6 separate regions of the Mus musculus genome follow, and all the other regions are linked to region 1. A link is a contact called in public Hi-C, HiChIP or PLAC-seq and promoter capture Hi-C data. All regions are on one chromosome and are shown on one strand. Each heading gives the region's core, a stretch centred on a gene start, on an enhancer-like site or on the middle of the called end of the contact. The rest is flanking DNA. Distances are from core to core; before and after follow the strand shown.

The links. Promoter capture Hi-C pulls out the DNA fragments that hold promoters and counts their contacts. Hi-C and Micro-C count contacts between places; a contact is called where the count stands out from the background. HiChIP or PLAC-seq counts read pairs in DNA pulled down with a chosen protein or histone mark.
Region 2: a contact with region 1 is called in a promoter capture Hi-C map of stem cell-derived epiblast-like cells, with 2.9 times the contacts expected there. The contact joins the promoter of Ppara here to the promoter of Cerk in region 1. A contact is called at or near these places in 4 of 39 promoter capture datasets (embryonic stem cells, neural stem cells and stem cell-derived epiblast-like cells).
Region 3: a Hi-C map of muscle stem cells shows a contact between it and region 1, with 5 times the contacts expected there. The contact joins the promoter of Gtse1 here to the promoter of Cerk in region 1. A contact is called at or near these places in 2 of 39 promoter capture datasets (pre-B cells and stem cell-derived epiblast-like cells), 1 of 484 Hi-C or Micro-C datasets (muscle stem cells), 4 of 115 datasets of contacts at active chromatin or transcription factors (effector CD8 T cells, embryonic stem cells, large pre-B cells and 1 more) and 1 of 9 other capture datasets (adipose tissue).
Region 4: an HNF4G HiChIP or PLAC-seq map of pancreatic cancer cells shows a contact between it and region 1. The contact joins the enhancer-like site here to the promoter of Cerk in region 1. A contact is called at or near these places in 10 of 39 promoter capture datasets (the C10 cell line, the HPC-7 cell line, embryonic stem cells and 3 more), 1 of 484 Hi-C or Micro-C datasets (embryonic stem cells), 6 of 115 datasets of contacts at active chromatin or transcription factors (the 230-238 cell line, T-cell acute lymphoblastic leukemia, cardiomyocytes and 2 more) and 2 of 9 other capture datasets (adipose tissue and liver).
Region 5: a promoter capture Hi-C map of pre-B cells shows a contact between it and region 1. The contact joins the promoter of Trmu here to the promoter of Cerk in region 1. A contact is called at or near these places in 15 of 39 promoter capture datasets (the 3T3-L1 cell line, 3T3-L1-derived adipocytes, the C10 cell line and 10 more), 1 of 484 Hi-C or Micro-C datasets (CD4 T cells), 6 of 115 datasets of contacts at active chromatin or transcription factors (the SCID.adh cell line, T-cell acute lymphoblastic leukemia, astrocytes and 3 more) and 2 of 9 other capture datasets (adipose tissue and liver).
Region 6: a contact with region 1 is called in a promoter capture Hi-C map of pre-B cells. The contact joins the promoter of Pkdrej here to the promoter of Cerk in region 1. A contact is called at or near these places in 3 of 39 promoter capture datasets (hematopoietic stem and progenitor cells, pre-B cells and stem cell-derived epiblast-like cells) and 1 of 9 other capture datasets (adipose tissue).

The regions. Positions count from the first base shown.
Region 1 is chr15:86,184,534-86,189,558 of GRCm38.p6, forward strand. It overlaps Cerk (ceramide kinase), which reads right to left and starts at 1,608. Exons shown (of 13, transcript NM_145475.4): 1 at 974-1,608. The coding sequence starts at 1,115. Gm15569 (predicted gene 15569) reads left to right here and starts at 1,195. Exons shown (of 3, transcript NR_155352.1): 1 at 1,195-1,251; 2 at 1,673-1,708; 3 at 2,119-2,663.
Region 2 is chr15:85,732,282-85,737,276 of GRCm38.p6, forward strand. Ppara (peroxisome proliferator activated receptor alpha) reads left to right here and starts at 3,495. Exons shown (of 8, transcript NM_011144.6): 1 at 3,495-3,815; 2 at 4,513-4,597.
Region 3 is chr15:85,856,668-85,861,736 of GRCm38.p6, forward strand. It overlaps Gtse1 (G two S phase expressed protein 1), which reads left to right and starts at 3,040. Exons shown (of 12, transcript NM_001168672.1): 1 at 3,040-3,127; 2 at 3,337-3,428. The coding sequence starts at 3,404. It overlaps Ttc38 (tetratricopeptide repeat domain 38), which reads left to right. Exons shown (of 14, transcript NM_001033337.4): 14 at 1-2,155.
Region 4 is chr15:85,907,938-85,912,754 of GRCm38.p6, forward strand. The region is part of intron 24 of Celsr1 (cadherin, EGF LAG seven-pass G-type receptor 1); the gene reads right to left. Among named protein-coding and RNA genes, the nearest start is that of Trmu, 31 kb to the left of the region's middle. Within about 2 kb of position 1,399, at least 53 of the 459 cell types and tissues checked have an H3K27ac peak or open chromatin away from gene starts, as enhancers often do. A contact at or near this core is called in the HPC-7 cell line, T-cell acute lymphoblastic leukemia, hematopoietic stem and progenitor cells and 1 more, where this site is marked.
Region 5 is chr15:85,876,779-85,881,334 of GRCm38.p6, forward strand. Trmu (tRNA 5-methylaminomethyl-2-thiouridylate methyltransferase) reads left to right here and starts at 2,549. Exons shown (of 11, transcript NM_028063.2): 1 at 2,549-2,680. The coding sequence starts at 2,599.
Region 6 is chr15:85,819,583-85,824,037 of GRCm38.p6, forward strand. Pkdrej (polycystin (PKD) family receptor for egg jelly) reads right to left here and starts at 2,151. Exons shown (of 1, transcript NM_011105.2): 1 at 1-2,151. The coding sequence starts at 2,151.

The DNA.
Region 1 (5,025 bases), core at 358-2,857:
GAGAGAGAGAGAGAGAGAGAGAGAGAGAGAGAGAGAGAATAACAAGTTGGGCTTGGTGGCACACATCTGTAATACTAGTCTGAGGCTGAGCCACATAGGAAAACAGTCTCAAAACAAACAAACAAACACAACAAAATGGAGCAAGGAATTTATGAAACTGAATTCGTCTACAAGGTCGTCTACAAGGCCCCCCAGCCCAGATGTCCACATACAATCTTCTGTAATCCTCCTTTTAAGGAGGACTGAATGACATCTTTAAAATCTCCGCCAATCCGTCGGCCACCAGACAACCTGCAGCAAAGCACCGGGGAGAGTGGCTCTAGTGTCCTTGCACCATTCCCAGTCACTGCGGGTGGGTTGCGTTTTTTCCCCATGCTGGCCTAAGCTACTCCTCTTTCAACCCTGAGGGCGGCTGAGCAGGGTGTACACTCCATCGGAAAGTCAAAGGCCCTTGCTCAACTGCCTAATCGCAGGAAGTCCCTGCCAGGGCCCCTCTGGGCTTCTCCCATAGAGAAACATGTGTATGTACTTGGGTTCACTGTATTGGACGAAGAATATGACCAGAAACCAGTCCTGTCCAGGTGTGCCAGCGCCATCCCGACGGCAGCACCAGCAACAGACCTCCCCCAGGGTCCCGCGGATGCTCCGGGATGGGGGGTGGGGGGCTGTGGACGTCCGCTCTTCCCCTCCCCCTCCAGCACCTCCAGAGGCTTTGTCATCCCAGTTCCAGGAGTATCTGGGCTCTCAGCACCCAGACGGTTCCCCGCCAGAGGCCGCGGAGTACTTAGACCGCCCGGCACCCGGGCTCTGCGTCTCGGATTCCCCGCGCCTCGGTATCCCGGGCGCCTCTCCCCGTGCCCCAGGTCTCCTCCCTCCGAGTTCCGCCCCATCCCAGCCTGCCCGGAGCGCTCGGGCTACGCAGGCCGGGGTGGATGCAGCGCCGGCCCCACCAGCCCGGGATGGCCACACTTACCGGCACCCGGCGCGGAGGGCCCGGGCTCCGGGCTCCGCCACCAGCGTAGCAGAGCCCGCGCGGGCTCCAGGCTGACGGCACAGCGTCGCCGTTTCACCCACAGCACGGAGTGCAGCGGCTCCGCCGCCCCCATTGCCCCCATCGCCGCCGGCGCGGCCTCGTCCGCCGGGCGCGGGGCGCGCGGACACCGGGGGGGGCGCGGGACCGTTAGCGGCCCCTGCAGTCTGCCCGGCGGTGACGCGGGGAGGCGGGAGCGGGAGGCGGCGCTGCGTCACCCGGTACGCAGAGAGGGTGGCGGGGACCCGGGAGGAGGCGACCAGGGTGAGGACAGGAGAAGCTAGACTTGGGGCCAGAGAAGAATCAGAAACAGAGGAGTCTAGGGAGCCTAGGATGAGGAGCAGAAAAGGCCTAGGAAGGAACGGGAGGGAGGGGTCAGAGGAGGGGACTGAGGGACCTGGCTGTGGGGAGGGCGGTCGGAGCGGCCGGGTGCCCTGAAAGACACTAGTCTGTCGCTCTGGCTGCCCCTGGGTCCTGCTGGGTCTGCACGAGCGACGGGGTAGGGAGGGCTGCAAAGGGACGGGCGGAGTCCCAGCAGCGCAGAAATGTTGCCCGGGCGGTCCTGGGCAGGCGATAGGAGGCCGTGGAACTGCTGGTGTGCGCCCAGGAGCGATTTGACCTTGGGCATCCGTCTCTTTTTAGGTCTTGGTCTCCTGGCGGCTAGCAAGAGTCCTGCAGGTTAGTCCCAGTAGGCAAAGGAAGGCTAGGATGGAGAGGACAGGGGTTACCTTCCAGGGGAGTGGAAGCTTCATGTGTGGATGGTTGTGGGTCTACAGCCACCAGAGAGACGGGAGAAGGCGTCTTCTTATCAGTCACCTGACTGTACCCTCCCAAACAGGCCTAGGGAACCGGAGTTGCTGCTCTTGATGCAGCTTAACATGGGACAAGCTGAACATATCCACCTCAGGGAGGTCTTCCTGGACTCCGTCTCCCCCAGCCAAAGCATCCCAAGACACAGCAGGGCAAAATTCAGCACTGCACTCATTGCATATCTACCCATCTTTGTGAAAATTCCATGGGCATGTGGGCTTGTCCCTTACTGGGTCTCCAGTGTCTAAAATGGTCTCTGTGCATAATGTGTTACTCAGATATTGGTTGCGTGATAGCATCTGTTCACATCTGACCAAGGAAGAGTCTCCTCGGAGATGCTAACTGGTCCAAGAGTGCAGGGCTCTGTGGTGTGACAGAGCTAAGCCTCACAGCGGAGTCAGCTTTCAAGAAGACAGGAGAGCCTTCTGCCCTCCCCCTCAGCTCTCCTGCTGTTGCAGACTGGGGTGGAGCTGGCCAAGTCTACCTTGCCTGTGCCTGGTACCAGAGGGCTAAGGTACAGGTCTGATCCTGTCGGTGCCCTGTGTCCATCTGCAGGGCAGGGACAACCATGAATCACTTGCTTCCTGGAAGCCCAGCCCAATGGTAGGCTCCCTGACAGCCCTGGAGTGTTGGTTAGGCCCAGGCAGAATCCTAGCCCCACCCTGGAGCAAGCTGGACCTGACCTAGCTCAGTTGTTAGTTGAAGCAATGGCTGTCCCAGCTCTTTCCTTTCACGGCTATCGGGATGAGGCTTGGGGAATGTGGACATGAAACTTCTTCAGAAACCTCTTGCCATTGCTGATGATGCTGCCTCTGTTACTGGTGAGGGGTTGTGTCGGGCAAGGGCAGCAGGGGCTATTATTATTATTAATTATTATTATTACTATTATTATTATTATTATTTTGAGACAGGGTTTCTCTGGGTAGTCCTGATTGTCCTGGAGCTCACTCTATAGACTCTCAAACTTAAAGATCCACCTCCCTCTGCCTCCCAAGAGCTGAGATTAAAGGTATGAGCCACCACGCCTGGAAATTAATGCAGTGTTTATATGTAAGTGTTTAATACCAAGAGGACTGGACTCCACCTTAGTCCTAGAGGAGTTCCATCCAGGAAGACACAGCCACACGGTCCACAAAATACTAAAGAACCTGAGGAGGGCCACCTGTGTGAATTATAGCTCACTAGTGAGAACCAGGATCCTGCAGTGCCTACCTCGGACTGAAGTGTACCCCCCTCCCCCATTTGAATTCTGAAGCCCCAAGCTTGATGCCATAGATAGTGGCTTATTTGGAGACAGAGCCTTTAAAGAGGTGACTCAATGAGGGCTTTTGGGGGCACGGGGAGGGGGGGCAATAGCTTGGTTCCTGGACAGAGGTTGCCACTTCTTCAAACACACTCATTCACATATGCGCACTTGCACACATATGAACACATGTGTACAAACAAATTAGACCATTAAGGGCCGGGTGTGGTGGCGCATGCCTTTAATCCCAGCACTCGGGAGGCAGAGGCAGGTGGATTTCTGAGTTCGAGGCCAGCCTGGTCTACAAAGTGAGTTCCAGGACAGCCAGGGCTATACAGAGAAACCCTGTCTCAAAAAAACCAAAAAAAAAAAAAAATTAAACCATTAAGGTAGTCTCAATTCAGGTCAACCAGTGTACTTAGTATAGGGGGGATTTGAACACAGATCCAGGGATGTGTACATAGAACACAAACTATGAGAAGCACCTGAGGAATGGCCATCTACAGGCCTCAGGAGACACCAGCCTGATTGGACCCGTGGTGTTGGGCTTCCTGGGTGTTAGAGTGCTGTGGTGACCCTGGCCAGCTGGTGTATTAGCCTGGCAGCCTGGGAGGCCGCAGTGCCAGGACTCACTGGGAACCTCTGCCAGGGGGAGGGCAGTCTAATGAGGGATGTGTTCTGGGAAGCTGAGGTAGACAGGACGGAAAGGCTCGGGCCCTCCAGGCTGGGGACCATAATGAACACAGCACTGGGGGTGGGAGGAAAGGAGGATGCTCTCTCTCCAGTGCAGCTGCCAGGCCCTTGCTGCCTCTGAGTCCCCTGGGGCTCATCCATTGTTGGGTGTGAAAGCAGATGGCAGAACAGCCGACAGAGCCTTGGAAACATCCGCACAGCCTGGATCAGTCCTGGGCTGTGTGGGTCTCTGCACTGGGACTCAGACCCAGATCCATCCCCCTGATGGCTTCCCAAGCTCCCTGGACCACCTCTTACCTGACTGGTATACCCTTCCCTAGCTAGGCCCTGATCCGAACACCTTCTTACATGTCTGTCTGGAAAGTGTCTACCCACTCTCCTTGCCCACAGCCACCTCTTTGTGCTGTTGAGGTCCCCTGGCTGTCGTAGAACTTCAAGCAATACCTGACTACCTTACAGCCAATGATGCCCCAGCCTGTTGTTGGCCTGGTGTATGCACAGCTGCCCCCACCCCCCTCTCCCCGGTTTAGAGGGGCCATATGAACAGGAAGACCAGGGTGTAGGCTCAGCCCCAGCAGCCTGGAGCTCTCATGAGCTACACACTGTCCTGTCCCTTCCCTCCTGTCACAGGTCAAGCTAGGCAATTCAGTTTCTGACCTGATGCTCTAGGTCATACAAATCTGGGATTCCGACCAGCGACCAGCTGTATGCAGCCAGCACCCTCCCTCCTGGGAGCCAGTTTCTCTCTCACACACGGGCTGCCTGGCTCCTGAGATTCTGTCCAGTCCCACATATTGCCACTAAACATGCACATCCCACCGATTGGGTCACCTATTGGGGAGGTAGCACCTTCCACCTTAGTCATTTCTGAGCTCCTCTCCCTCCGGGAGGCTGGGCTCTTGTTTACACTTGGCCTGCCTGCTTATCCTCCCAAGCTTCCTCCCTGATGAAGTCAGCAGGACTAATTGACATCAGAAACTGGAACACTGCTGGGCGGGGCCAGAGGATCTGGCAGGCCATACCCACAGGCTGCCAGGAATGCTGCCCTCTGCCCTCCACCCTCGAGGAAGAGCCTTCCAAACACTAGCTGTCAGAGCTGACTGCCTGGAAGAAATGCCCTAGGCTCAGAAGCCTGGTTGATGTTCGATAGTCAGACTCACGGTTCACAAAATGCACAATCTAACCTGCCCTCAGGACCCTGACTATGACCGGAAACACCCATTTATCTATTCCATTTAACAAATGGCAA
Region 2 (4,995 bases), core at 2,245-4,744, 450 kb before region 1:
CTCTGCCCACTTTATATCCCTTCCACAGTCTCCTCCCCTGAGCCTGTCTCTTCTTCTCGCCACGGCTTTTGAATAGTCTGATGCCAACCCCAAGAGTCTTAGAGCCAGGACTGTCCAGAGCACCAGGCTCCTATGTCTGCCAGAGCCTGAGGTGTCAAGCCAACAGTTGGCCTCTGTACCAGATCAGTGAAGATCACAGAGTGGATATGAGGTCTGAGAGCATCCTCACTCCCTCCAGGTGGCTTCTGCCCTTGATTTCCTCATCTGTGAAGTGGGGGTAGGTGGAGCTGCCTTCCAGGGCTCCTGTGAGTCTCATGTCTAAGGGTGAACACACTTTGTTTCCTGGATGGTGAGTGCCAGTCCTAGGATGGCATCCAAGGACATACCAGGGTTGATCTTCACTGAAGTCCACCCCGGGCCACCAGCAAGCCGCTTCCTATTTTCCATCAGCAAATACCTACTTCCCCTGCCCTGGTGGACTTCCACCACCTGATTGAAGGCACGCTTCCAGGAGATCAGAGGCCACTATCCTGGCAGATGACACAGGATAGGAGGCTTTGAAGATCAGCAGAGGGCAAGCCAGTGACCCTCAGAGGCCTTGGGTGGTTCCTGGAAAGGTCTTACATAAGTTGCAAGGTAAACATAGACGAGCCTGGACCCCAGACCCATGGGAGAATCTCCAAGCGCTGGTGCAGAGCAGGTAGTAGGGTTTCCATGCTTTCTGCATTGAGCTCTAAGCCACTATGTGCATACTCACTGCAGGAAACTCCCCCCACGTTACACCTTCCTTCCACCTCTGGCTGGATGCATGCAGCAAGGGCTTTATAGATTGGCTTTCTCTCATCAGCCTGCAAACTGGTCAGGAAATGTGGGGGAAGGGATGAGTGTGGCTAACCTGCAGCCCGTGGGCCACTTATACCCCAGGATAGACCAACACATTTGCAGGTGACATCCAGCGTGAACTAAAGCACATGGCCCAAGACTCTTCAGTGGTTACTAATGTGCCAACGAGGGGACACAAGAACATTAACGGTGTCTACTTAGCCCTGCACAGATGGTGTCTCTGTTGTATGTGTATCTAGAACCCCTCAACACCTTAGGAAGCAAAGAGAAAAGATGCAGAGGTGTCCCAGAGTCAGGCATGTACCCTCTGAGATAGCTTCTTGGAGGGGGGGGTTATAGGACAAGTCCTTTCCTCTCAATACAGTCTGTCAAACAAAATTCACTGTCCTTTATGGGTGACAGAGAGCCATTTGAGGAGGAGATGTTCAGGATCTCTAAGAGAGTCTGGGTGGAAGGAAGTCTATGTTCCAAAGTGATTCTTCTGGACAGAGAGTCAAAACAAACAAAACCAAACAAAACCCCCATATTTTCTCATCTTGAAACCTTGGGCGCTCCAAGAATTCCAACTGTCATTTTTTTTTTCTGTGTTCTCTGGGCTCAGCAGTTACTCTGCTGGCCCCTCTCATTCCGAACCATTCTTTCCAGATTATTCCAAATGTCTGGTAGAACTGGGTTAACAGCAGAACACTCTGCAAAAGAAGGCAGCATTCCTGCATGTGGACTCTGATCTTTGGAACTCAGGACCTACAACCAAGCACCCTCTCTTCAGTGGCCACCCCAACCACCTGGTACACTAGGGAGGATGTCCTTTGGAGATGCATCTACGTAAGCAGCCTCCAGCCATTCTTGCTCACTGTTATATACAGGCCAGGGTAGGAAAATGGACTAATGTTGTCTTTGAATATCCCCTGGGCCATTCAGGAAATCATACAGACAGGTCACTGTGCAAGGTCTTTTAATTTTTCCATTTTTTAAAATTGTATGTGGCAGAGTAGCTGGTGTGTGTGTGTGTGTGTGTGTGTGTGCTTGTGTGCATGTGAGTTGGTTCTTTCCTTCCACCGTGTGAGTCCCCAGGTTGGAATCCAGGTCATCAGGCTTGGTAGCAAGCACCTTTACCCATTCAACCATCTCCAGGGTCTCAGTTTTGCAAGCTTCGAAGCATAATACAAATAGTAGCTATTTCCTGGCCACTGCGTGCAAGAAAAGGCGAGCTTGCCAGTAGGCAAGTAGGGAATGTTCTGTGGGTGTCTGGCAGGTGGGGCAGAGTTCACCACAGGTATGAGGCTGATCAGCAAAGGTGGGTTTAAAAGACGTCCCTGAATGTGCCTGTAGGGTCTGGTCTCCAGTTCCCAGGGTAAGGAGATGTGCGCTGAAAGTTTCCTTTCCCTAGTAGGCTCTCCTGGGCGCTCATCGCCACAAATAGCATAGTGGCAGGCCCAGCGTGAGGACAGACAGGAGGGCTGGCATAGCACACATTTCGTTCCCAAAGGAGCGGCGTCCTGGGGCGTTGGCACCTCGGGGGGCATGTGCATTCCGTGACTGAAGATCCAAGGACGACACAAGCAAAGCGGCTGCTCTGGGTCGCAGCCTGCTCCCAGTTGCAGCCTCCCGCCTGCGCTGTCAGTTGGCAGAGCCCCAGTGCCTGAGCTGGACACAGTCAGCCCCTCAACCCCTGAAGCGTATGCAGAGGGGCCACAGCCCGGGGCGGGGCAGAGGCGGAGGGTGGGTCAGAGCGGCCGCGCCTCCCTGCGACCGTCCTCGATGCCCTTCAGCCTCTGCCTTCCCCGCCCGCCACACCCACCCTGGCACCTTGGCCACCTGTTGCCGCGTGCCCCAGCTCGCTCTTCCTTTCTCCCCATTTCTCATCCTGGGACTCTAAAGATCAGATTCCGCCTGTCCGTCCACCTCCCCACGAACTCCCGGGACTCGGGGAACAAGCTGTGCGATCTAGACCAGCTCAACGAGGGCACCCGGAGGAAAGCTCAACCCAGACCCGCAGCCTTGAACTTCAGTCCTGGCCGGTGCGCGGGGCTGGGAGCAGGAGGGAGTGCGCGCCAAGGCGCACCCTTCCCACCGACTGTTCTCCCCCGTCGGGTGACCTTGGGCAGTCCCTTCACCTAACCCGCCTCAGTTTACCAACGGATGCCCGGGCCCCGAGGCACTAAATGGGCATCGAGGAGAGCTGCCCCGGGCCTCTTAGGCCCCGCCCTCCCCCGCAGCAGCCAATCAGACACTGCCGTCCAGGGGGTGTGTCTCGCCCTGAGCCGGGGCCCGGGCCTAGGGGGCGGAGTTTCCGGGGCGGTCACCTCGCCGCGGGACCCCGCAGGGGACGTCCGAGGGGCGGCGCGTGTCGTGGGGGCGCGGCTGGCACGGGCGCGCGTAGGCGGTGCCGGGCCGGGGCCCCGGACGCTACGGTCCCACGACAGGGGTGACGGGGGCGGAGGCAGCCGCTTACGCCCCTCCTGGCGCCTCCTCCTGGGCGCGCTTGGCCCTGCGGACCCGCAGGCGGAGTGCAGCCTCAGGTGCCCAGGGGCTGGAGGGCACGCGCGAGGGCGGGGAGCCAGGCGTCCCCTGTCCCGGGACAGTGAGGTGGGTGGACAGGGAGGGGAGGGGCTCGGTGGCGCATGCGCGCGGACTAGGGGCGCGGGTCTGGAGACCCACAGCCACTGGAGAGGGCACACGCTAGGAAGGGCACACGCGTGCGAGTTTTCAGGGCCCGCGGAACTGTCCGCCACTTCGAGTCCCCTGGAGCGCCGTGCGCCGGCTCCGAACATTGGTGTTCGCAGCTGTTTTGGGGGCTGGAGGGTTCGTGGAGTCCTGGAACTGGAGCGACGCTGGGTCCTCTGGTTGTCCCCTGGAGGGGAGGGCACACGGGCGGGGACATCGGGGCGCTCCCTTCTCACGGCGTGGTGCATTTGGGCGTATCTCACCGGGAGGCGTTTCCTGAGACCCTCGGGGAACTTAGAGGAGAGGTAACTGGAGGCTCCCTGACAGACTGATTCTGGGGTCACAGCCTAGGCTTTGCTGGGGACCTGAGAAACGCTGCCGGTGGGTTTGAGTCAACAGCAGCGGACCCTCTTTGAACACTAGTTTCCTCATTGCTCCTGATCGTAGTGGGGCGATGTTGGCCCCAACAGTAGGGTAGAGACGATGCCAAAGTTACCCTATGTCTCTGCCCTCCAGAGGCCAGTGCCACAGCGGGTCCTGTGTGGGGCCAGCTTTAGTCTCCTCTGTGCAGTGGCTGCGCGGCTGGCCTGATATGGGTAAAGGGAGCCGGGAGTGCCCGTGTGCTAGTCCGGAGGGTGACTCTGCCCCAATATCCACTCCAACTAGCCTGAAATAACTGCACCTCTCCTTTTCCCAAACTTTTTTTTTTTTAATTTAAAGGAGAGAATGTTCAGATACTAAAGAAAATCTACGGTGGTATATAATGTCTTTGGGGGCACTCTGCCACTGGGGTGCTCACGGGCCCCCAACCCCAACCTACTCCCTTCCTCTAAGGAAAGCAGAAAGGCTCCTTGGGGGAGGAGCACGGAACTTTCTTGGGCGACCCTGGGACACTGTAGTGGTTGCAGGCAACAGGGTCACAGTGACTTTCCCAAGGTGGTGGAGAGTTGGGGGAGATCCAGAGAACATATTGTAACCGGTTCCTTCTTTAACGTTCTACAGCCAAGTTGAAGTTCAAGGCCCTGCCTTCCCTGTGAACTGACGTTTGTGGCTGGTCAAGTTCGGGAACAAGACGTTGTCATCACAGGTAAAGAGGATTAATGGACGGCTTCCAGACTGGAATATTGTAAACGCTGTCTTTGGTTGCACTTCAGACTAGCAACAGGGCTTGGATAGTGGTTATTTTGTGGTGGAATAGTAAATGTCTTTTCAGGGCTCAGGAAGCCAGGTAAATGGGTAGTCCATGTTTCAGTTCTGGGAAAGTGCGTTTGCTTCATGGGAACCGCATTTCTTTATGGCAGGCTGCGTCGGCGTAGTTTAAAAAGGTGGTATTGCGTTAGAAATGGTGTTACTTGACTGGCTTATAAACTGGCTCATAAGACCGTCTCTTGGCTGTCTTCATATCAATTCAATGAAGTAGTCGGTTAGTTTCATCATTAGCCAGGCAGGGATGGCCCCCAAGAAGCAGCTAGAAGGGTATGACTT
Region 3 (5,069 bases), core at 1,790-4,289, 330 kb before region 1:
TCAGAGGTTAAAGTTCAGTCCTGAGCAGAATTCTCCAAATCAGTAGTTTGGTCAAAGTAGGGAACCCAAGTTAATTTTGAGTGATGTTCAGAATTCCTCTCAGGGCCAACATGCGTTTTTTAAGCCTCCAGAACCAAAGCAGTGGCTATCATTTTCAGGTGCCTTGAACATTGTATTTTCTTGTTCTGAAGTCGGCAGGCAGCGAAGAGATGTGGCCAGGTCAGCTGGGAGGTCTAGAAGTCTATGTGTGTGCACATGCGCACGCACTCGTACACACACACACTGCACTAGTGAATCCTTTCCATTTAGTTTTCCTTATATTCTGCACAGGTCCTGCTGTCCCATTTCCCTGGGGAGGATTCCAGAGAGCTGCCTGGGGTCCCAGTGAGCAGGGGCATTTCCTTTCTGGGGGGAGGGTATCCTGTCTCGTTGGCTTTGGTTGTCAGCCCCAGACAACTGCACCTGCCACCGTCCCCAGAGACGAGGGGAAGAATGCCTTCTGCCTCCCTGGGGGACTTGGTGGTGCCAACTGGAGCTTCTCTTTAGACTTCACTTGGGAGTAAATCTTGAGGGATGTGGCTTCCTTGGCTAGCTCCGATTCTGCTCCTGAGAGTGGGTGTGAGACCCTCAGCTGTCTTAGTCGGGGTTCTATTGCTGTGAAGAGACGCCATGACCAAGGCAACTCTTACAAAGGAAAACCTTTATTTGGGGCTGGCTGACAGTTTCAGAGGTTCCGTCCATTATCATCATGGTGGGAAGCGTGGCGGCATCCAGGCAGGCATGGTGCAGGAGGAGCTGAGAGTTCTGCATCTTGAGCTACAGGCATCCAAAAGGAGACCATCTTCTTGCAGCCAGCAGGAGGGTCCCTTCTGCACTGGGTGGAGCTAGGCCCTCAAAGTCTGCCCCCACAGTGACACTCTTCCTCCAACAAGTACACACCTCCTAATACTTGTCACTCCCTAGGAGGCAGAGGCAGGCGGATTTCTGAGTTCAAGGCCAGCCTGGTCTACAAAGTGAGTTCCAGGACAGTCAGGGCTATACAGAGAAATCCTGTCTCGAAAAAACCAAAAAAAAAAAAAAAAACCAAAAAACAAACAAACAAACAAACAAAAAAAAAAAACAAAAACCAACTTGTCGCTCCCTATGAGCCAAGTGTTGAGTCCATGGGGACCAAACCTATTCAAACCACTACACCAGCTTAGGGCTGCTCTGCTGTGGCAAATAACCAGATAAGTGACATAGCCATCACGAGGTTTAAGCCCATCTCCTGCTTCTGTGACAGGGACATCCCTCCTGGAAGTTGATGCAGTTCCTACTTAAGTAGGGACTGATGGGCAGGTGGGAGTGGGGAGTGGGTTGGAGGTCTCCAAACCAGATCTTTGCTTAGCCTGCTCAGAGTCCCTGCAGTCTGCTGAGGACTGGACAGGTTTTGGGCATTCATTAAAACAATTGGTCCCGTTGACTACCCTCTCCTATGGGAACCTCTGAGCAGCTCCCAAGTGCCAGGTTTGGGTTGCGTCCTAGGGAGATGGGCTTCTCTAATCTTAGCTGGATGAGGCAGCAAGTCAAGAAATTGTGTAATCGCCATAGGATTTGAAGAGGTACTGTCTCCATATCAGGGAGCCTGGGGACAGGTGCCAAGGGGGAACCTCCTCATTAGTCCTCATTATGTATATGATTCCAAATAATACATGATTCAGCCAGAAGCGGAGTCTTGCTCTCTGTCTCTTTCAGAAAGCCTTCCACCCTGCCTGTGGGCTGGTGACAGTGCCTTCTCTTTGCCCCATAGCCCTTGGCACTTGCCCTTGCTATTGAACCACTTTGTGCTGTGATCTCTGGTATTCAATGGCTTCCATTGAATGCCTTGTCTGTAAAAGCTGGTATGTGTAGGCTTTCATGAAAGAAGGCATGCATCTGCCAGGGACAGGCGACTGATCTTAAAGGGAAATGTGTATGCGTCTGGAGAGATGGCTCCATGGCTGAGCACTTGCCGTTCTTCCAGATGACCAGAGATCAGTACCTAGCGCCCACGTAGAGCCTGTAAATCTAGCCTCAAGGGACCTGACACTCTCTTCTGGCCTCTGTAGGCACTTGCATACCTGTACATACGCACACGTCGGCAAAAAAAATAAAATAAAAATATTTTTAAAGCCAAGAGAAAATGTAAATAGCAGTGAGTTACTATGGGTATGCTTTCCTGAACATCTACTATGACCTGATATGATACAAAGAGAAGTGTTGGTGAACTTTACTGCCCAGTGGATAGCCCCAGGGATGCAGGGATTTCATGCACAGGAGCTAAAGGCTTGGACCACAGATGTGACTGCCACCGTGGTCTTGCGCCCCCCCCTCCCGCCCCCGGTGTGAATCAGAAAAGCCTGGCCCTTAAAATTCCAGATACACAGAACCGGTCACCATCCCCAGCCGGTGGGAACCTTGGGTCCGACGAAGCCAGCTTGCCTACTAGTGAGCCAGACCTGGCCGATGTGTAGAGACGACATCCAGACTTGATGGCCTTCTTGATGGCTATCCAGGCCAACCCTGGACTTCCTTGAACCAACAGACCTTGAAGCCAGTTTCCTGCTCATTGCTATCCAAAGGCATCTAACATATTGGCAGCAAAGAAGTGCTAAGACCGGCTCTGTCACTCTTCTGCATTTGAGGGAAAAGGGAGGGCCTGCACACCAGAGTACAGGAGAGAGGCCTTAGGCTGCAGAGAGTACCCGGACGCATGAGAAATACTGGAGATACCAGGACAAGCACCGGAGAGAGTCGGGACAAATTCCTTCCTAGCTGCCTGACCATCTCCTATGCCCCACCATCACCGCCTCGGTCCCTTTTGCTAGCACAGCCACAGGCGGAACGCTTAAATCCTTTCTGTGTCTCCGGAGGAGGAGAGTCATGGGAACTTCCGGTGGGAGTTTCCTGCGCCCAGCGGAGCCAATCCGTGGCTTGGAGTCTTGGGCATTGGTCTTGTACATCAGCACTCTGACTACATTTCCCAGGCTGCACCGAGAGCGTCTCCTGTTTAAACAGGCCAATCGGCGGCCGGCGGAGCCGGGCGCCGCGTTTAAACCGGTGCCGGAGACCCAGCTGGATTTTATGCCTTCCCGGTCAGAGGCGAGGGGTAAGGAGTGGTCGTAGCGCTGGTCCCGGAGAGTGGGGAACCGGGTCCCGAGCCGCAGAGATCCGGGGAGGACGGGCTGCGGTGCCAGCTCTGCAGCTCAGAGCCGGAAATCCGTTACCCCGCCTCGGGGCGCACAGTCTGGGAAACCGGGAGCAAGTTGGGGCTTGCCTCTGACTTGCCTAATTCTCCCGTCCCCTTGCTTCCTGCAGCGAACTCTGTGGAAGGAGGAGACGGCCGCGACGTGCCTTCGGCCAACCAGTGGAGAGAGAGGTGAAGATGGATGCTGGTAGTAAAAAAGAAGGTAAGTCCTTTCTGTTCGTAAGGCTGTTCTGGAGTGTATTCCTTTTCACCCCAAACAAAATAGAGAGGGCTACAACAGATCAAAGAAACGAAGTCTGGATTGATAAGCAAATAAATTTAACTGAAGTTACTTACAAGGACATTAGCAATTCATAGCTCCACCACCAAAGAAGCCCCTACAACATCCCCACCCACTTTTTAAAACCACTTATGTAATCTTAAGAGGGGCCTCCCCCCACTTCCAGAAGGGCTTTAAGTGGGGGTCTTAATCTTGTGAGGGTCTCCTGTGGTTAATCACAGTTGCTGTGCTATCAAAATGGCAACAGCTTTCTCTTGCACTGAGCGCAGAGTCCCTCACTCCACCCATTCCCCTGTGGTTCATTCTTTTCTCCTCCACTGACTTACTTTGTTTGCTTTTCCTTTCTTGCTTGTTTTTTTGAGCCCTCACTTTGTAACCCGGAACTCACTCTGTAGTCCAGGCTGGCCTTGAATTCATCGAGAGCCACCTTCGGAAGCCTTCTGAGTGCTGGCAAATTCTTTGAAAAGCAAGACTTGCTACGTGGTGGCTGCACACGCCTTTAATGCCCCAACTGCAGAGGCAGGCAGATCTCTTGAGTTTTATTTCAAGGCTAGCCTAGCCTGGTCGACAGAGTGAGTTCCAGAACAGTTAGTTCTCTTTGTAAACCTACACAGTGAAACCCTGTCTAAAAGAGGGGAGGAGGAATCTTTACGATGACTTGGTTTGTGTGTGTGTGTGTGTGTGTGTGTGTGTGTATGTGTATGTGTGTGTTTGGGGGTGGTAACCAAGGTGTGCAAGCACCTGAGGGTCCCAGGGCTTGAACTCAGGTCATCAGATGTGGTGGGAAGTAACTTTGCTCCCCTGAGTCTTAGAGGGTTGATGTGGGTTTACAATTATTTTCTCCCTTTTAGGGCTGAGCACTGGGCCTTTGCACCCTATCAGGTTATGTATCCTCTTTGACACCTTAGGAGACTGCTTAACACAGTGATGCCCATTATAAGAAGCACCTCTAATGACCTAGGCTGGCAGCCCAGTCCAGTAATTTATGAGCATAAACATAAAGGTTTAGAATGCAACTTAACCAGGCTGTAACGTGCATCCTTAATGAAGCCTATGACCTTCCTCCACCTTAGGATTTTGTCCTGAATTATGTAGGTTCCCTCCGGTGAAGCAGACCTTTAAGTACTACTGGGAAGTGGCTGGTCTGTGAGAGAGAGCTGAATAAATCCACAGTTGGTTCAACCAAGGCTATGCTAGGAATGTGGATAGGCAGAGCAAAATTTTTGTTGGTGGTTTTGGTTTAGGTTTTGGGGTTTTTTTTGTTTTTGTTTTTTGTTTTGTTTTCTTTTTTGTTTTGTTTTTTTGGAAAGGGACCCGAGGAGCAGTGGTGCTCCACAGATACTCGTTGGTCTCTACTGTGAGTTTGAACCATCTTTGAACTCATCGCTGATAGATGTCTCATAATTGAATTCCAGGCTAGCTAAAGTAGTTGATCTTTAGAAAATAGCCTGTGCCTGAAGGTGACTTAGCCTTCTTGGAAACCCTAGATTCTATCATAGAGGTAAGGTTCTGTGTTTTGATGGTGGATCAGTGCACTCAGAGTGGCTCCTGGAACTTGAGAGT
Region 4 (4,817 bases), core at 149-2,648, 280 kb before region 1:
ATCAGGCTGTTCTGCAATGGCAGGGTCTCTAGTGTCCCCAAAGGGCAGCAAAGCTCCTCTCTTCTGTCTAATTCAGCAGAAATGGCTGAGCATGACCTGGGGTCACTACCAAGAGTGCGGGTAATTCAGGAACAGGGGATGGGCAAAGCACTAGTTTTTTTTTGTTGTTGTTGTTTTTGTTTTTGTTTTGTTTTTTTTTTTTTGAGAATATTTTTGTGAGCTTGTTCTAATTTTTAAATATTTGATTTTTAATATTTATTATTATATCTAAGTACAGTGTAGCTGTCTTCAGACACGCCAGAAGGGGGCATCAGATCTCATTACGGATGGTTGTGAGCCACCATTTGGTTGCTGGGATTTGATCGCAAGACTTTCGCAAGAACAGTCAGTGCTCTTACCCGCTGAGCCATCTCCAGCCCCAGTTTGTTTTTGTTTGTTTGTTTTTAATGTATGTGTGTTCTGCTGCATGTATACCTGCAGGCCAGGAAGAGGGCATCAGATCCTCTTATAGAGGGTCATGAGCCACCATGTGGTTGCTGGGAATTGAACTCAGGACCTCTGGAAGAACACAGCCAATACTCTTAACTGTTGAGCCATCTCACCAGGCCCTACTTCAAGTTTTTATTTTAAAAACACTATGGAGTGGCATTTGCTCAGGCCAAAAGCTCCCGGGCTGAGACCTCAGCCTATGTTCCCAGAAATGCTAGCCAGTAGGTGCAGCCGGGGTTCTAGGGAGCACTTCTTCCAGGGGCCTCTCTGTCCAGTAGGAACAATGTCTTGATGTTTTCTGCGGGTCCAAGACCACAGAAGGAGGAGACTCTTCTACCCATCTGCCCTTAGCCAGACAGTGCTATGTGTCAGGCCAAAGGCCATGTGCTACAAATGAGAATGCGGCACGTGGGCTGAAGGACAGCACGCATCTCCTTGAGGAATGAGTCAGCAAGGAAGCCAGCTCTGCCTGCTGGTGTACAGAAGACCCAGCAGTGTCAGGAACAAGGTCATGGGAAAAAGGACAAGGGACAAGGGACACTGAGCTCCCAGAGTTTAGCCTAGGGAGGCATTCATATAAACCCAGCCTGAGATGTTCCACAATGAGACTTGAAGATGTAGCCCAAGGGCAGCTGCTCATGGGCCTTTTGGGAGTCAAGGCCTAGACAGAGCTTCCAGGCTAGCCCGCTGGAAGATAACGGTAGGTTTCCCAGCAGGAAGTTAAGCCAGGCAGGGTAGAAAATGAGAGGGGACAGAGAGGAAGGGGAAAACCTGGCCCTGTTCACACTGGCCACCTGGAAAAACCCAGGCCACACCCACAGCTTACCCACACCATTAACCACAGCTGCAACTGACCCCACCCACAACTAGGCAAAAGTCACCCTGGCCACAAGCACAATCTAACCCCACAGCTGGCCACATCCTCACCAAAGTCCACCCTTGACTGGCACACCCATGCATGGGGCCCACACTGGCAGCTGTAGTCCAATGTTCTGCCCTTGACCATAACCCTGTATCTTCCCAGAGGAAAGCACCGCCCCCCCCCCCACCTCACTCCCACAGATTCACAGACATAGGAGGAGAGCCATAAACTCAACCTCATCCTAGATGTGACTATGTTCAAATACCAGGTCACCGCACTCTGAGGAAAGGCAACAGAGCACAGGCTGGAGGGTACCCTGACAGAACCACCTGATGCCAGGTCAGCCTCCAAGGGTCACATGCTCTCCAGAGATAACACCCGGACAGTGCAAGGGACCTATGTGAGCACGCACACTTGTCACCTACACTGCAAAGCTGAAGACAGAAACAGGGCTACAGCTGGGGCATGCTCTCTGCTGGCATCTCAGAATGCCAGCTGTGAGGGGGCAAGCCTGAGCTGGATCCCCCCCCCCATCCCCATACGCCATTTCCGCAGTGGAAAGTGGGGCTGGCTCAGCTGGAGGAGGAGGAGGAGGAGGGTGGGAAGGCTGGCTGGCTGTTGCTTTAAATGATGAACAAATAAACCTCAAACAAAACAAAAAACCGCCATTTGAAAAAGGGCAGGAAATCAACCATAGGATCTGGCGGGGTTGTGTGGACACGCTTCTACACTAAACATACTCGCTTTTCCAGAACAGAACAAACACACACTAAATCATTTCAGCCTGTCAGGCTTCTGGGAGATAAACGGCCTCACCTGGAGATACGAATGGGAGTTTAGATAAAACTCAGAAAACCTGGGCACCGTGCCAAGCCCCTGCCACCACACACTGTCCTCCTGGGGTGCATTTGCCTGCTCTGTGCCCCCCTGGTGCCTGGAAAGCTCTCATGCCAGCAGGGGCCGAGTCAGAAGTGAGCCTTGGCCTCTCAGTGAGCTGCATGCCGTGCTTAGCAGCAGGGAGTGGCTCGAAGCTGTTGACTACTTTTCTCTATCCAGACCTTGAGAAGGCACACCTACAGGACCCCAAAATGAGTCTCAGCTTGCTGAGCCTTCGAACGGGCCTCCCATGTCCACGCCTGGGAGATGAATCCCATATCCATGCCCGCTCTGGGAGGAATAATATCTGGCCTTGGAGGGTGGCAAGGAGGTTTGGTCCTGGTTCATCGGATCCAACCCTGTGCTACTGTGACCCTACAGGAAAGCCACCAGGTTCATCAAGAGGACTGGGTCTAGGATGGCCCAGGAAGCCATGCCTAGGAGGTAGCAGGGTCTGCTCTTTTTTCCTGAGGGGTCTGATCACCCAGGAAGGTCTCTGAGCTGGCTGGGAAACTCCAGCTCTCGTCTTCTTCCCGCTTCTGTCCCAGAGCCTGACTTGGACCTCAAATCTCCATGCCCGGGTAGCTGTGTCCAGCTGCCACCTACTCGTCCCATTACCAGCAGTTGATTCTACCCTCCTCCACCTCACCCCAGCTCTTAAAAATCACCCCAGCCCTTCCCTGCTCCCTGCCCTAGTCCCTGTTCTGGTCCTCAACTACCAAGCCTGTGTTGGAGCACAGAGCTCTGACTGGTTGTCATAGTGCTTCTGGGCACAATACAACCTATACATAGACGTTGGTGCTTTGTGGAGTGACATGCCCAGTCCCCAGGCTACCAATGGATTATTTCACTACCTGCTCCCGTGTCCTTCCTGGACACTCCCCACTGGGTGGCCACAGGTAGTCTCACACAGCCCACTTCCCTGATCCAGCTTGCCACCAGCCAACAGATAGAGGGGTGGGAGGCATTCCTGAATCATGCATGGTCTTCGGTAGGTTGAACGTACAGTTGCGTTTTGACATCTAAGGCTCAAGATGCAGGGATGGCAAACACGTGGGATAAAAAGGATCACGCCCATCATTGCCCCTTCACACCTCTCTAAACAGTACAGCCAGCCCAGCAACCAGTCACACAGTGGCTGGCTCCCGTTGCTATCAAGCAACCCAGGATCACAGCAACATCTGCAGGAGGAAGTGTCGTGTACAGGCGCTCCCTCGTCTGACCCGTCTTCTGGGTTGGTATCCATGGGGCCGAGACAAGTACATAAATGGCAGAAACCACCACTGGGAAACCTGGTGAGGCGGAAGGATCAGCTGACCTGATTGACAGTGCTGTGTAGCATAGGACACTGCCTTAGACCAGTGGCTGCTGCGCATAGCAATGGTGTCTGGGTCACTACATGCACAAGTGAAGGTCTTCTGACCTTGTGTCTCTCTAGGCTGTCAGTCACTTAAGCCACAAGAGTGAAAAAGCACACACACAGAGTGTCCTGTGCAAGTCCAGGGCAGGTAACACACTTAGAATGGGAGGGTCACAGCCTTCACTTCTGGTGGTTAAAAGTCTACACGGGGCAGGAAGAGAAGGCTCAGCGGTTAAAGGCACCGACTACTCTTCCAGAGGTCCTGAGTTCAATTTCCAGCAACCACATAGTGGCTCACAACCATCTGTAATGGGATTCAATGCCCTCTTCTGCTGTGTATGATGGGAGTGACAATGTTCACACTTACATAAAATAAATATTTTTTAAAAAGTCTACATGCCAGAGGCCTCCTTGGGGTCTACAGGAAGGTGGCACCAAGGGGCCAAGTACCCTCCAACTCTACCTCCTCCACCCGAGTGGCCCGGCCGGTAACTCCATTTGCCAAGATCATCCTTCCGTTCACATCTACCCCTCAGCTCCAGGGGTGAATGGGTGGACACTGTACGTGAGCTTCTGGCGCAGTCACCCTCCCTCTCCAAACCCTCAACAAGTGGGCTGGACTTTACATATTTTGAAATTCATAACGTGAATACATAACTTGTAAATATGGAAAAATGGGGATGGGGCACAGCTGGTTATAGCTGGGGCCACCCGAAGTCACAACCCTATTGTGTCCCATGATTTTGCTGCCATTAGGGATCTTGCCACCATCAGCAGCACCATGGACTCGTGCTGCCTCCTGGACACCAGTGCATTCCAGAGCCTCTGTCACCAGGAGGACAAACACCACAGTCACCACTGAACTGTGAGAGCTGCCCAGTCCAGTCATAGCCCCACTCAGGGTAGCTCAGTCATAGCCAGCTCTTCATTCATTCACAGCCGGATCTAATACTCTCTCCCAGGGACACCCTCACCCTTCCACTTCTGCGCCCCATGTTCAGGTGCCGTGGCCAGTGCGCAGGAGTGCGGTTGCCTTTACACGCAGGCGGCTGAGCTCCCTGAATTATTCACAGAATTATTCACAACCTGTAGGTTGTTTTAGAATTTCCTGTGGAACCCAACATGCCAATCACATCTGATAGAGGGTATTCTTTCGTCCTGTGTCCCTGTTGAGCCCCCCCCCCCATACTGTAGGAACAAAATACCACAGTTAAAGCAGGTTAATGCTGT
Region 5 (4,556 bases), core at 1,299-3,798, 310 kb before region 1:
TCTGGGCAGCTAGAGTGCAGAGAGTAAAGGGAATTGGGATATGAGGGAGGGTCTGCTTCAGTCTGAGAGTTGGGCTAAGCCTGCAGCTCTCATCCCTAGGGCACTTCTGGGAGCACAACAGCCAGGTGATGTGGGACATGGGGAAAGTCACTGGGAAGTTAGTACCATGCTTGAAGCCTCATCTGTTAAAGACTAGCTGCCTGGAAGCCACTGACCTATGGATGACTGCAGAAAGCACTGTGTGGACCCCATTCATGTCCGTGCTTCAATCTGAGGCCACCCATTGTCAGCTGAGACTGAGATCTGCACGGGTTTCTCATTCTCTGGTTAATGAGGTGAACCCAAAGCTGCCAGCTGGAGTGGGGTCCTAGACACAGCAGTGGCAAAGTGAGGTAGGGCACAGACCTTATAAAAGGTCTGCCAAGATGCCAAGGACCCTGGAGGGATGGCAGCAGATTCTTCCCCAGTGGGCAGTAAACTCTGGAGTCCTGAACATTAGCGCTGTAAATGGCCCTCACCTTCCCTGACCCACTCACACCTATCACACAGGGGAAAAAGGAAATGTAGAATTGAACTCATTTAAGAAAGCTGGGTTTGCAGTAGGGGCAGGGCTACATTTCCCTTAGGGTACTGTTGGGTAAGGAGTGGCTGCATCCTTCCTTGGTGTGTTTGGTGGGGAGAGGACATTAACCTATGAATAACTAACTAGGCTACCTTGGTGATGTCTGTACTTAGCCCTGGCTCAGCGCACGCCTTGTCCTCATGCGGCCGTACTCTGCTCTGTCTACCGGGGCATCTGGTTTTTGGCAGCATATGCTGCAGTCCCTCTGCTTTCCCCTCTGAAGATGCTCAAAGGTGGCTTTCCCCTACGTTCTTCTTCATAGCTCCTCGGCTGGCTGTTCAGAAGGGTCAGCTTTGGGACACACTGGAGACTTGAGCTGAGGGGCTGGCATGAAGTATACTGATGTAGGCTGATGACCAAAGCCCCACCCTCGGAGATGGCAGAGGCTTGCTTCCCTGTAATTTCTTACCATTGTGGGGGGGCAGTGTTCCTGAAGCCCACATACCATTTGGGTTGGTGCCGCACAGCACTTTCCTGTCCATGGTGTATCACACTGCAGACTTTGGGAGTTATAGGGAAGCAAAAAACACCTTGTGCAGGAAAAAGAAACGCCCCAGTTTTCTCTCTAGTGTAAGAAAATACTGGCCAACAGCAGCGCAGGGAGGAAAGGGTTTATTTATGTGGTTTGCACATCCGAATCACAGACCAACCTGAAGGAAAGTTAGAGACGGAATTTTGACAGGAACTGAAGCAGAGGCCATGGAGGAACACTGCTTACTGGCTTGCTCCGCATGGCTTGATTAGTTTGCCTTCTTTTACAACCCAAGATCACCTGCACTGGTGTGGCTCTCACATCAATCAACAAATCTCACAGACTTGTCTAAGGGCCAATCTAATGGAAGCATTTTCTCAATTGATGTCCCCCCACCCCTAGCTTGTGTCAAGTAGACAAAAATTCTAACATAGGTTTGTCTGGTTTCTGCTACTTTGTGGTTGGCCCTATCATAGGTTCTGGTAGGAAAAGTGAGATTTGCTATACTAAATGCCCATACCCAAGAAGGGAGGTCCTGGTCCTCAAGGCTAGAACACTCCACAGACATGACCCCCTGCCCTTTTGTCTCTCTCTCTCTCTCTCTCTCTCTCTCTCTCTCTCTCTCTCTCTCTCTCTCTTCTCTCTCTCTCTCTCTCTCTCTTTCTGTCCCAGGACTCGTATCTATTTTCTTCCAGCAGCCACTCAACATCTGTCATGTGCGAGGCCCCCCACAATCAATTCAGGAAGAGCCACAGCTCCAGCCTGAGGTCCCCAAAGCATCCACTCGTTAGAGCTGATCCCCGCAGAGTGCTCGTTCGTCCTCCAAGAATGGCCCACGAAACAAACACTCTTAAATCACAGGCACCAGGATGAACAGGTGCGACTCCAAACTCTCCCAGTCTTCCGTGGCCCATCCTTCCCAGCTACTGTCTGGGTCTGGTTAACTACGCTCCCATCCCCTACTCCAACCCGTTGACTGAGCTGCTAGCAAAGCCTTACTGAGCAACGGTCCACTATGCTTTGTCCTCCACTGGCTCTGCACCCGCCAGGCCCGCAAGCATCTAGAATCCAATGAGAACGTGTTGACAGCCCTGTCCCTCCAGCGGGTAAACAGGAGGAGCCAGCGGCCGACACAGCATCTCGACCTTGTGTGTGCCCAGGAACGCCTTTGAGACCTCAAGCCCGAGCGGAGGCTGTTCCTGGTGCAGCTGACCCAGGAGCGCCAGCTGAGCACAGAAGAAAACGTCGCAAGGGCAGCGAGTGGTGGCTAAGAAGCCGGACCCGACCAACTCATCGCTGGCCTATCTGGGACATGCTGCCACCTAGTGCTCCTCGGCCGATCCGCCGCGCGGAACCCAAAAGCCTGCAGAACACTGGGTGAGCGGAGCACGTTTCCCGCCGGGTGAAGAGTGAGGACGCCCCCCCCCCCCGTCCCCCCCGTCCCCCGGAGGCTGGGACTTCCGGCGTAGCTTGGACGCAGCCAGAAAGCTCGCGGTGTAGCCTGATGTCGGCGCTGCGGCACGTCGTGTGCGCCCTGTCTGGCGGTGTGGACAGCGCGGTGGCGGCGCTGCTGTTGCGGCGGAGAGGTGAGGCCAGGGTTCCTCACTGGGGACAGGAGCTTGGGCTCCTCCAGGTCTGAGGCCTGGCCTTTTGCAGACTCCGCGGGCCTCCAGGCGAGGACACCGCCAACTCTAATGACAAAATCACTCCAGTGTTCTCCTTCGTTGGATGACAAACTTCACTCCGAACAGCTACCAGTTCTTCCTGACTTGTAGATGTAGCCTCATGGGTCCTTAGGGTTCGGATCTGATTCCAACGACCGGTGTACATTCCTCCTGCTGTGTGGCCCCACCTTGTGTCAACCTCTCCGCATTCACCTTGGCGGCTTTTAATGGAGTCCCCCTCAGCCGTGGATCATCTTCCCCGGGGCACGCGGGGTGCAGAGGCGCGGGGCCAGGAGCCTGGGCTTGGGCAAGTTAACTAAGCACCCCCCAGTAAAAATGGGATGACCCGTAATATGGGATGACTGGAATGATTAAATGGCACAGTATGTATTGAAAGGGTTAGCTATACAATGTGAGATATATCGGAAAGCAGGAGCGATTCTTTTATAATCACAGCTGTTATGACAGAGTAAAAGAGCCACAGGATACAGGTGTGTACTATGGTGAGAAAGGAAGAGGGAAGCATTTCTCTACAAAGAACTGGCTGCAGTAACACAGGCAGGAGGCAGAGGAGAGAGTGCCGGCCAGAATAGGATATAGTGGGGTTAGTGAAGCTGACGGTATTAAGGAATTTGGGGTAATGTTGAGTAGGCAGTGTGAGTCTTTGAAGGTTTCCAATGAGAACTGTGTAACTAGATGCTTTGGGAAGTGGCAAAGGTTGGCATCATTCTTACAGATTTATCTTTTACTACTAAAGGGAGATCAACTGCTGCCTAGTTTTTATGTCACATTAAAACTATGTGACATGTTAGGGTCCTCTGGTAGGAGGGAACCTCAGCTGAGAAACTGTCATCACCCTGGCCTGTAGGCTAGTCAGTGGGGCCTTCTCTTAATAATTGGTGTAGGAAGCCTCGTTCCATTAGGAGTAATGCTATCTCTGGGCAGGTGGTCCTAGGTTTTATAAGAAAACAGGCTGAGCAGGCCAAAGAAACAAGCCCATAAGCAGTATTCTTTTATAACCTATGATTCAATTCTGCCTTCAGGTTCCTGACCTGAGTTCCTGCCCCAGCTTCCCCTGATGGTAGACTGTGACCTTTAGGGCCAAATAAATCCTTTCCTCTCCAAGATGCTGTTGATCGTGGTGTTTATCATAACAGTGGGAACCTAGCCAAAACAAAGGCTCTCTCCCCTCAGGCTGCTACATCTAACTTTTACCCTTCCTTGGATTTTTTTCATGAAAGAAATTGATGGACGGTATCAGAGGAAAGAAAACCATCCTCTCATTTCGGCATCGAGGGCTCTTAGAGGTGATGTCCCATACTGCAATCCGTAGAAAGTTGACCAGTCCTTGAGTGCCTGGCTCCATGCATGTGGGTCTTGTCCCTCTGTGAGACAATTGACCAGGCAGATGTAGCATGGGAATGGTGGGGTTCTAAAACTCTGCGTAGAGTTTGTTCATGTTACAAGCTTGTGGGGTTTTGGCTCTCCTTATGCCCTGGGCATTGTATTAGCTCTTGGGACACAGGATTGTATTATGCCATCTCTGCATTAGTAAGTTACGTGTAAGACCACCTCAAGAGCTGAGCCCAGCATGGTTAATCTCTACAGTAGAGCACAGTCAGGTGCCTCCAGACACAAAAGAGGGCCTCATCTCATACCAGGCTGTGTGGGACTTTAATGAGTGTGGTTTTTTTTTTTAAGAATTACTTGTTTATTTTATATGAGTACACTGTAGCTGTCTTCAAACACACCAGAAGAGGGCATCGAATCCCATTACAGATGGTTGTGAGCCACCATG
Region 6 (4,455 bases), core at 901-3,400, 360 kb before region 1:
TACAAACAAAGGATCTTGTAACGTATAGTAGGGATTAATCAGCTTAAGAAGGTTAGACAGACTGGTTAGGATGCCAGTGCCCACAACTTCAACCTGCTGAAGGTGCTTGTGTCTGTGCTGGTATTCTTGTAGGTCTTGGCTTGCTTGCCTAAGCCGGAACGAGGTGGCCTCTAAATCCGCTTGACTCAAGTCAGAGGCTTTCTGGGTTAATTTGGTAATCACCATCACCGACTGACCGATCTCATCCGCTGTGTTCATAGCAAACGTGAGAGACTGTTTGACGAGGTGCTCCAGGAGACGGGCTCTGTCATCTTGAAGTTCCTGCTCCCCTTTTATGTTATTCAAGACAGAAATCACCACATAGGTTAAGTAGCCAGCCTGTAGCCAGTCCTGCTTTTGAAGCAAGGTAGACAACAGTGACGTCGGTTTCATGGTGACGTTGAGCAGCTGTTGTAAAACATCCTTTGAAGAGTCCCTGACAGTAGGTGCCGTCACAGTCGCTTGCAAAGTCACTTGAGAAAATGTCCCTAAGGAGTCATAGACCTGAACATAAAGCCTCACATTGTACTCATCTGTCACCGTACCGACAGGGAGAAAGAAGGCTGGTGTTATCGGCTCTGCCCCTGAATACACCACGGAACCCAGTGTATTCTCTTCTACGGAACTGATCGCGCCAATGCTGTCCAACTCAGATACTATTATTTTATACTTAAGGGGAAGGTTCTCATCCTTAAAATCACTACATTCAACAGCAAATTTAGTAACCATGGAAATCCCACTAGCTGGATTTATCTTGCATTTGCCAACTCGAGGGCCATGGTTAATGACAACGGGATGTCTCAAGGTCGTGGTCATACCACTCCAAGATTTCAGAATCAGGGAAACCCAAACCCTATTTTCCAAAAAATTCCTAAAGGCAAAAGCTTTTATGGACAAATAAGGTCCATTCCTCCTGGTGATTGCTTGCCCTGCCCAGTCAAACATCACTTCATGGCCCGTTAGAGACAAAATGGACCAGCTATACAAATCCTGGCGGCCACAACTTGGGCAGTTCAGAAACAGAGAAAATCTATCTGACACACCTAACGTGGGGCCACAATTTTCAATGCAGGAAATGTGTGCCTTGGGCTGAAGCCCCTGGAGCACGTGTACAGTTTTATCAGAAAATGCAGTTCTGTTTTGCTTCTGTACCACCATTCTGAAGTAATACACACCATTGCCCCTAAGAGTTTTTGGTGGAATGGTTAGTACAGAGCCCACTGCCCAAGGCCAGTTCAGTGAATCCTGCTCTGGGTGGCAGACAGCCTGGTTGATCACTAATACATAGTTGCCACTATAGTATCTTGGATTTGTGGTACAATACCAAAAAAACTGGAGTCCCCATGTGGGGATGTCTGCCTCTGGGTCGTAGGACATGCTTCCATTCAGAATCAGTTCATCGGAGAACTTCACGGTTACTCTGGGGGCTCCAAGAAGAACAGCCTTCAGGGGGCGTTTTCTAACCCAAATGTAGATGATATCCGAGCCTGTCACCGTGGGCCAGGCGAGGTCCCACCTGAAGATGGACAGCGTAAAGTTAAACACATACACCCCGTAAGGCAGGGCATATTTGGGGATGTGGAGGGAGAAACCCTTAGACACTGCCACCTGCGGCAAGAGCACAGGTCGGTTCCAATCAGGGGTGTCGTTCACAGAGGCCACCGAAAAGTACACCCAGCTCTTGCGAATGACCAAGGCATCAGGACAGTACCAACGCACAGTGATATTGAGGGTGGCTTCCTCGTCTCTGCTCAGGATAAGGGGAGCGTTCTGGTCCTTCCTGTTGATCTTCACTGGCTGCATGATACAGGGGGCCGTCTGGCAGGACACGTTAGCCTTGGCGGCTGCGGGGTCCGAAGAGTTGACTTTCAGGAGGACGCGTGCAGCTGCGCCCGAGGGACACCTACGGGGCGGCGTAGGGCTGGCGTGGCGCGGGGCTGCACGCGGGGACAGGCCCCCGGTGTCACCGCCCCGGACGCTGCTCTCCGCGCCCTGCCCCAACCCCGGGGCGCCCCTGAGCACGCCCGGCAGCCCGCGAGGGCCGGTGGGTGGCGGCTGGCTGCCTAGACCCAGGCCCAGGCCCAGGAGCAGCAGCGCGGGGCCCGGCCACATGACTCCCCGCCAGGAGCTGCCGGGCGCAACGGCCGTGACGCTGGGCTGGGCCGCGAGCGAGCGTACCGGGAGGGGATGGGCGCGCAGCTCGCCGCGGGGCAGGGGCAGCGTGCTCCGCCACTCCGGAATAAGGCGGTTCACCCGAGGTGTGGGTTCTCTCGGGGACAGTACACTCTCAGGGACAGTGGGGTTCCCAGGGCTAGTGAGTTTAAGGGACAGTATGTTCCCAGGGGCGGTGGGTCCCAAAGGGCAGTGAGTTCCCAGGAACAGTGGGCTCTCAGGGTCATCAAGGATCTCAGGACCAAGGAGAACCACACACAAGGAGAACGTGGGAAGTCACAGAACAATGGGTTTCCAGAGAAGTGGAGATTCTCAGGACCAAGAAGGACATGCTAAGGACAGCAGCATCTCCAGGAAGGTAGGTGCAAGGTAGGTCACTATACACTAGGCGGCAGAGGGGCTCAAGACTGTTTCCAACCACCTCTTTCTTCCCATACTGATGGATCTACTCCAGGATCAGGCCTTGCTAAATGAGTTTAATCCCGTGCTCTGCCGCCCCACCCCCTTCTTTTCTTCTTTTTAAAACTGGACACACCAAGAAAACTTCTTAGCAGAAATTCCTCTCCCACGGGAAAACCGGTTCCAAAATAATGAAGTCTGGAGGGCCTTGCCAGCCCCCTCAGACCAGTGCAGGGATATCTGACACTTGGTTGTTTGGGGAAAGGGGGCGTGGAGGTGGGGTTGTTGGTTAGGTTTGGGTTGGTTGTTATTGGTTTGGTTTGTTTTTTCCCTTTCCTTCACTTTTAAATGTATTGTTTGCTTATTTGTTTGTTTGTTTGTTTGTTTATTTGTTTGTTTTAGACTGTGTCAACTGGAGATTCTTCAGCTTCAGCCTCTTAGGTGGTAGATCACAAGTGTGTACTACCTAACCTAGCTAAAAAGAACGAACCTAGCTAAAAAGAACTGTGTAGTTTAAAAGGGAGAAGTTACTGAAGATCAAACCTTGGGTCTCCAGGAATGATGGCCATACCCCTGAGCTGCAGCCGAGGCTCTAGTTTCCTAACTTGACATTTTGGCTCAAAGATGGAGCCTTTCGTCCTAGTCCTCCTCCTCCTCCTCCTCCTCCTCCTCCTCTTCCTCCTCTTCTTCCTCCTCTTCTTCCTCCTCTTCTTCCTCCTCTTCCTCTTCTTCTTACTTCTTCCTTCTCCTACTGTGTTTAAAACTATAAAGTCCCTACTATACAGTATTTAAGTACATCCTACACGCTTATTGTATTTTTGGCCATCTTTCCTTTAAAATATTTCTAATTCTCCTAGTATTTTGTTTGTACCCGTATATTCCAAAGGGTGTTGTTAGTTGCAAGCATTTGGAGTTCATGTAGAACTCTTGTGGCGCTGGAGAGATGACCTCTGTTCTTCCAGAGGTCCTGAGTTCAATTCCCAGCAACCACATGGTGGCTCACAACCATCTGTAATGGGATCTGATGCCCTCTTCTGGTGTGTCTGACACACCAGTGTACTCATACATAGAATAAATAAATAAATAAATAAATAAAAAGAAATCTTGTGCTTATTGATCTCTAATTAACAATGCTATGATTAGAGAATAGGTCCAGAATGATTTTTAGTCATTTTTATTTATGACTTGCCTTAATGGCCACCCTGGAGTCCTTCTTGTTATACATTCTGTGTGAACTTAAAAGGAAGATGTGTGTTGTTGTTAGGGTTCATCCTAAGACCTCCTTCAGACCCTCTACCACTGAAATCTATTTCCCAGTCTTTAAAAATAACCTCTTTTAATTTTGAGACAGAGTCTTGCTAAGTTTCTCAGGCTGGTCTTGAACCAGTTGATGTGCCTGCTGAGTAGTTGGCTTGCACTACATTCTAACTTAAATTATAATATCACACCTTAGAGAGCCTGATCAAACGCAGACGGTTGGTAGTGGTACTTCCATCTTCCATGTCCTTCCTGAGGTTTTGACTAGCGTTATAATCTCCAGGTGAAACTTAATCTCCTACCTAGGCAGTGCAAAGTTCTGGTTCAAACTTCCCTTCTGACATTTCTCACTGCGCATTCTTGGGACTCTGTCAGTTGACGAGTATATGTGTCTTTGGGCTGATGTCTTCTTGATAGATTGCCCTTCATGTCACTATGAAATGTGTCTATCTGGTAACAAGCTTTGTCTCGAGTCTGTTTTAGCTAAGCAGCCAACAGAGCCACTTGCGCTTCCTTCCTATGTGAGCATCTCTCGCATTCTTGCTTGCCATGTTTAATAGAGGTTTGTTTTTTGCTGTCACTGTTGGC